Linked DNA regions of Pan troglodytes: region 2 is linked to region 1. A link is a contact called in public HiChIP or PLAC-seq data. All regions are on one chromosome and are shown on one strand. The core of a region is the stretch at or near the end of the contact, and the rest is flanking DNA. Distances in the headings are between cores, read along the strand shown. Region 1 holds the start of NFATC3 (nuclear factor of activated T cells 3). Region 2 holds the start of ESRP2 (epithelial splicing regulatory protein 2).

The links. HiChIP or PLAC-seq counts read pairs in DNA pulled down with a chosen protein or histone mark.
Region 2: a contact with region 1 is called in an H3K4me3 HiChIP or PLAC-seq map of stem cell-derived excitatory neurons, with 5 times the contacts expected there. The contact joins the promoter of ESRP2 here to the promoter of NFATC3 in region 1. A contact is called at or near these places in 3 of 7 Hi-C or Micro-C datasets (induced pluripotent stem cells and stem cell-derived neural progenitor cells), 1 of 1 datasets of contacts at active chromatin or transcription factors (stem cell-derived excitatory neurons) and 1 of 1 other capture datasets (stem cell-derived neural stem cells).

Annotation. Positions count from the first base shown.
Region 1 is chr18:66,125,806-66,129,238 of NHGRI_mPanTro3-v2.0_pri, forward strand. NFATC3 (nuclear factor of activated T cells 3) reads left to right here and starts at 1,510. Exons shown (of 10, transcript XM_001167633.8): 1 at 1,510-1,954. The coding sequence starts at 1,852.
Region 2 is chr18:66,281,955-66,285,387 of NHGRI_mPanTro3-v2.0_pri, forward strand. ESRP2 (epithelial splicing regulatory protein 2) reads right to left here and starts at 1,771. Exons shown (of 15, transcript XM_063797308.1): 1 at 1,532-1,771.

The DNA of each region.
Region 1 (3,433 bases), core at 260-2,759:
TCCTCTACCCCTGAAGGGAGACTTTATCTCTGAATCCCCAGGAACAGCACAGGTACCGGTACAAAACACTGGGCAGAAATGAACCAATACAAGATGAACGTCTTGGATGCCCTGGACATTCCCTGTCTTCCTGACCCAAGGTCTAGTTTGGCTCCCTGGTAGCTCAAGTGTCAGTCCAGACATTGAGACCTCTGCAAAGAGCTTCCCTTTACCCTCTCTTCCCACTGGCCTTTGTGGGCGGTGTGGAATGTGCTGTAGGCCTTGTGAGAGCGGCATTTCTTTTTTTTTTCTTTCCTTTTTTTTTTTTTAAACAACCTATTGTAGCCTCTGAGAGGGCAGCATTTTTGGGCGCACCTGCACCCAAGCCTCTGACAGCGCCCTGGGTTCCTCCAGCAACGCGCATCTAGGGATGCTATGCCCTGTGGGCCCTATGCCCGGGGCACGGAGCTAGGGGAGGCGGTCACCCTACTTCTCTCACGTCCCTGTCCACCTTGCGCCTCAGCGGAGCCTTAGGTAAACAAGCCAGGCTCCCAGTCCCCAAGGACGGCCTTCACCCCAGACCCCAGGAGGAGGCGTCTTGGGCCATCTCGGGAAGGCTAGCTTGCTCGGGAGGGGCAGATCACGAAAACGGTTCTTTAGGCAGTGTCACTTCTTCTCCACTGCCAGCCACCCAATTTAGGCGGCTCCATCCCTCCCGCTGTCATGGATATGCAGCAGGATGCAGAGAGCACAGAGCTGTGATTGGCACGAGCTCACAACGGGCTTTCCCGCTCAATCTACTCAATTTCCAGCAAGGGACAGGCCCTGCCCATTGGGGTTCGCCGAGGCCTCAAACGCGCATGCTGTCAAGGGAGCAGCTGCGGGGGCCCGCTAGTGGGGACAAAGACGCAGCCACCGGGGCGAAAGCTCCGCCCCGCAGAGGGTGGGCCTGCGGCGACCGCGAGCTCAGAGTCCGGACTTGTCGCGCAATCTGTCTCCTTCGGTTCCACCCCAACCTAGCTGGACTCTCGGTCCGGTCCCTGCCCTCTGGAGACTCAGCCATTAAAGTTGAGGTGGGGGGATGAGGATGTGGGCGGCGTCCAGGTAACTCTGCGGGGCCCTGATGCTTTCCCTAGAGCCAGCCATCAGGAGTAACACGATGCGCCCCCACATCACCGAACCCAGAACCTCAGTGCTTCAGCACCCCTTCCTCGACATGAGCTCCGCCCAATGAGGAGAAGGGTCTTCTCCATTGGCCGGTGGTGGTCCCCTATCCAATTAGAGAGGCTAACGGCCTTCTCTCGTCTGGTTTAGAAGGAATCGCCGGGGGAATACAGGCCAAACTACAATTCCCGAGAGGTAGCTGGGCTCTTCGGGGGGGGGGGGGGGGGGGCCCTGCGTGTTCACGTGACTTCCTTCTCGCGGAGACCGAGTTACGCGATAGGCCTGTGAGGGGGCGGGGCCCGGCGCCTGTTCGCCGTGTTAGTGGCCAATCGGCAGCCAGGCAGGGTGGGCGCGCGTAGGGGGCGGGGCCGGGCGCGCGGCAGGGCGCGCGGCAGGGCGCGAGAGCGCGCCCCCGGCGGCGGCGGCGGCGACTGTTGCGGGGCGGCGGGGAACATTGGCTAAGGCGACAGTGGAGGCTTAGGCACCGGTGGCGGGCGGCTGCGGTTCCTGGTGCTGCTCGGCGCGCGGCCAGCTTTCGGAACGGAACGCTCGGCGTCGCGGGCCCCGCCCGGAAAGTTTGCCGTGGAGTCGCGACCTCTTGGCCCGCGCGGCCCGGCATGAAGCGGCGTTGAGGAGCTGCTGCCGCCGCTTGCCGCTGCCGCCGCCGCCGCCGCCTGAGGAGGAGCTGCAGCACCCTGGGCCACGCCGATGACTACTGCAAACTGTGGCGCCCACGACGAGCTCGACTTCAAACTCGTCTTTGGCGAGGACGGGGCGCCGGCGCCGCCGCCCCCGGGCTCGCGGCCTGCAGGTGGGTGCCGGGCCAGGCGGGACCGTGGAGCGACCCCGCTTCTCGCTCGCAGGATCTCTCGCTCCCTCCCTGTTCCCTTGGATGACCGGAGACCGATAACCCTGTGTGTGTGTGCGCGCGCGTGTGTGTGGTGAGTTAAAAACGGATTTAAATCGCTGAGGAGGCGTGTGGGTCGCTGCGACGTGGAAGTGGTGGCGGGCTTGGCTGGAAGCAAACTAGTGGGGAACTCGACTCCGGGACGATCGGGGTTTGGAGGCCCAGGGTCCGGGCTGCTGCCCAAGTGGCGTCTGGTTGTCGCTGCTTTGCCAGTGTGTTGCAAGGAAAATGTTGTCCCTGTGAATTGTTAGCGCACTGGGTTTTTCATCTATTCTAGGTCGTTTCTTGAAATTTCAGTTTGAAAGATGCTAATTTTTCAACGGTAGGACCCCTCTAAAAATCAGGCGCGTGTTTTTTTTAAGTCTACTTTGCTAGAAGAGTAATGCTTTCGAGTTAACGTCCACTCGTGCAAGTTTATGACCCACAATTAATTCGAAGTGTAACTGTAACGGGACTTTTCTGGAAACTGGATTTCCTTACTTGAATAAAGTGTTCCGGAAGATTTTTTTTTTTTAATAGTGGGTTTTTTCATAATTTTCCTAGAAAGTTCTAGAAGTCGATTTTTATTTAAAGAAAAATCTCTCCTTGGAAGATATTTTAAAGGAAATCTTGAATTGGGAAAGCTGGGCACCATCATGCTTGCAGGTCAGACCAATCAGGAAATAGAAACAGGATGACTGGGGACTTAGAGCTCTTTTGTGACCTGGTTTGGAATACTGTGGTTCATTAAGTTCAGTTTCCTTGTTACATATGCATACGAACTTCAAAAAGGAAATGGATAAGAGTAATCCCTATTTTTTCTTGCCTGGTATGAGGTGAATTTCTTAATGTTCATGTTTGATGTTCAGTAGACTGTTCTGTAGAGTTGCATTGAAAAACATACCTGAACGTGAGGCATGAGGATTCTCTAGGCGGTACTTATTTTATCGGTCCTTTTAGTCTTCATATGCTAGATGTCTTTTTCACTGTAGTACATAATTTATAATAGTTATGTGTTGGCTGCGTTTATTTTCAATTCCATTAACATAATTTGAGCACCTATTACGTCGAACCACTCTTACGGACCCTGTAGTGTTATGATGAGGCAGAGGACTGAGGCTTTTCAAGGAGTTTGGGAAATAGTTGGAGGAGACACATAGTCCAAGTAATAACTGTACTACTAGGAAGTCTGTGAATGGTGATGCATTTTATAGTAGAGGAAGAAACAGGAAAAGTGGCATTTGTGGAGAGTGTAGCATTGAATTGTATCTAGATTATCGGGACTTGAAAGAAAAACAGCTTGTTTGAGTATTTTTATTGTAAAAGATAAACAGTTGATGATGTCAGCAAATTTTATTGGGCACAAACTTGATTAGAGCATATATACAAATATATGATCGATAA
Region 2 (3,433 bases), core at 521-3,020, 160 kb after region 1:
GGACGCAAGAGCTCACGCTCCCGGCCTGGGCGCACGCTTAGGATCCGGATTCCTACTTCCAGGGCTGGTCCTGCCTGATTTTGGGGGCTATCCCATTCTTCCGCTCTCCCCCCACTCTTCCCCAGGGGCCGTCAGGCCTCTGCAAAGGAGCGTGCAAGACAGAGGCCTTCTCCAGTATGGAAGTCACCAGGAGGCAGTCTAGGGGCTGTGGGGGTCAACACGGCAGGTCTGGGGTTGATGGAAGTCAAAGGGTCAAGGGGGCGGTGAGAGTTGCCGGGTATCACCCTGTAGGGGGATCACCAGAAGTCACCTGGGAAAGGGGAGGGCGGCGGGAACATCAGCGTTGTTAGAGCTGTGGGGTGGTCACCAGGGATCACAGGGAAGGGCTTGTCCACGCAGATGCTAGGGCCGAGCGCTAGCCTGGCACTGAGAAGTGCCAGAGCGCGGTCGTTGTGGGTTGGGAGTGGGCAGGCCTCAATGCTGGGGAAAGGAACCCCCCAAATCCCAGAGAGCTGCACCCTAGACGAGGCTGAGAGGGGTAGAACGGGCCTGGAGCCTCACTCCTACCCCACGTGTGGGGGCCTGCCTGCTTTCGTCCCTTTCTGGACGGTGGAGAAGCTGCCTGGAGATTGCGAGCGCTCTGGCCGATGGGGGGCTAGCGTTGAGCGTGTGTGCGCGCATGCGGGCTGCAGATCCTCCCTTTTCCATCCCGCACCTACAACCCAATTGACAGCCCCACATTTGGGGCTCCCATTCCTCCCTTTGCCCAGTGGAGCTTGGTGAGGCTCCTTTATGGCGCGTTTCCCGGCCGTTCCTTACTTTCCCAAACTCTCCCAGGGAGGTGACTGAGAAACTGAATAAGTGACTGAGAAACTGAATAATCCAGCAGGAAGGAGGGGGCTCCAGCGTGGCGGGAACTGAGTCACGCGGTTGCCTAGCCCGACTCGAGACTGAGACGGGAGCCGCACCACGCGCTTTCGGACAAGGAGGGTGCTGCGGCCCGGCCCCTGGACAATGGAGAGAGCAGGGCACCCGGGCGCATCAGCAGAACTCATGCCCGGGAAAGGGGCGAGGCCCGGGGGGAGAGAGCTCAGCGTAGCTCCACTTGGCAGCTAAAGAAACAGGCGCCCGGGACGGAAATGACTCGCGCCCGGACACGGCGACAGGGAGAGCATGGGAAGTGCTTCCTTCGCCCGGCGGGTTCGAGCGAGTAGCACTTTACTTTCCCTACAGGCGGAGGCGGGCCTTGGTGCGCGGCTGTCCATCTCCGGACCGCCCACCCGGGCACTGGCCCATGCGTCTCCTCCCCCGGAAGCGGTAAGCGAATCAGGCGCGGGGGAAGGGAGAACGTTGCTCCTCGGGCCCCTCCTCCCGATAAGCCTGGAATGTCAAATATTTGTTCGCGGGGCGGGGCGCAACCGCGAGTAACGCTCCTCCCCCTCCCGCCCGGTAGCGCGCCTGCGCCTGGTGGAGGCGGCCCTTCCTCCGGCCACGCCCTTCCAGCCAACTCCCCTAAACCAGTGGCCCTAACCGCCGCATTCCTGAAGCTCCACAGAAGCACGTCGCTTCCTCCTTGGCTCCTGTCTGGGTTCCACTCTTACAGCACAGGGTCACAGCGTCCCCGCCCGGAGGTCTGGGCGCTACTCGGTCTCCTTCTCGCCCCTCCTGGCGACCTCATCTGTGCAGCCTCTAGGCCCTTTTTCCTCTTCAGCCTGAGTCTCGACGCCCGCTCTTCCCGGAAGCCACCTTCGCGAGGTGACTGCTCCATTGTGGCGTCTCTGGCAGTCCTGAGCGCTTTCCCACGGAAGACGCGCTTATGCGTGTCCAAGTCGCCGCTGGGTCGTGAACCTGAGGCACGGGCTGGTAGCACAGTGCGGCTCCCCTAAACTACCCCGGATGCCCATCCGGCTGCCCCCATAGCAAGACAACTCCTGCAACTTAGATTCTTTTTATTTTATTTTATTTTTTTAATTTTTATTATTCTTTTCTTTGAGACGGAGTCTTGCTCTTGTTGCCCAGACTGGAGTGCAATGGCGCGATCTCGGCTTACTGCAACCTCCGCCTCCTGGGTTCAAGCGATTCTCCTGCCTCAGCCTCCCAAGTAGCTGGGATTACAGGCGTGCACCACCACGCCTGTATTTTTTTAGTAGAGACGGGGTTTCACCATGTTGATCAGGCTGGATGGTCTCGAACTCCTGACCTCAGGTGATCCACCCGCCTCGGCCTCCCAGTGCTGGGATTACGGGCGTGAGCCACCACGCCTGGCTAATTTTTGTATTTTTTGCAGAGACGGGGTCTCGCCATGTTGACCAGGCTGGTCTCGAACTCCGCCCACCTCGGCCTCCCGAAGGGCTAGAATTATAGGCATGAGCTACCGTGCACTCAGCTCCAACCCTTGGATTCTTCTTTAAAAACCAAATTCGTTTAAATACTGGGCAGGAGGATGGGGTCCTGTTTTGCTGAGATCCCTTACTCATCTTCAGATGAGTCCTTCCAGATCACCCCATTATTACTAAACAACCCACACTCCTGACCCCAACCGACCCTCATTGCTTTCTGCCCCCCAACCCCCCAACTTAACCAACTTATAACACGATTTATTAATCGTGTATTGTCTCCCCGCTCCATCATCCTATCCTCGAAGATAGAGGCTTACCCCCAACGCCTGTCACTGAATGAATGAACTGTTGTCTAAGGCTAGCTTCTTCTGCCACAGGGTATTTCAGCAATGGTAAGACACAGGCCTTTGCAGTAGGGTCTCATCTGTGCCCTTTCCTCCTCTCCAGCCCTGCCCCTTCTCTATCTAGGGCTCCAGCTCTTCCTCCAGAATTTTTTTTTTTTTTTTTTTGAGACAGAGTCTCGCTCTGTCCCCCAGGCTGGAGTGCAATGGCATGATCCCGGCTCACTGCAACCTCCGCCTCCTGGGTTGACGCGATTCCTCTGCCTCTGCCTCTGCCTCAGCCTCCCGAGTAGCTGGGACTACAGGCGCGCGCCACCATGCCGGGTTAATTTTTGTATTTTTAATAAAGATGGGATTTCCCCATATTGAACAGGCTGGTCTCGAACTCCTGACCTCGTGATCCGCCCGCCTCGGCCTCCCAAAGTGTTGGGATTACAGGCATGAGCCACCGCTCCCGGCCTTCCTCCAGATTTTCTACCTTCCGCAGGGGTACCTTCTGTAGTTTGAGATTTCTGTACTTCTCTAAAAATTGTCCCCCACCCCCACCCGACTCCTCGCTCCCCTGGGGTTCATGAATTAATGAATAGGAGATTGGTACGGCAGAGAGGTAAGCAAGGCCCCGGCGGCCCAGGCCGCCTGAGGTCAGCCGCCTTTCTCAAAACCGCGTGCCAGATATTTGGAAGAAAGAACTGGGTTCCGTGGGCCTCATACTCGCGAAATTTTACCCTCACCTTGGCCCTCAGGCCTGCCTGG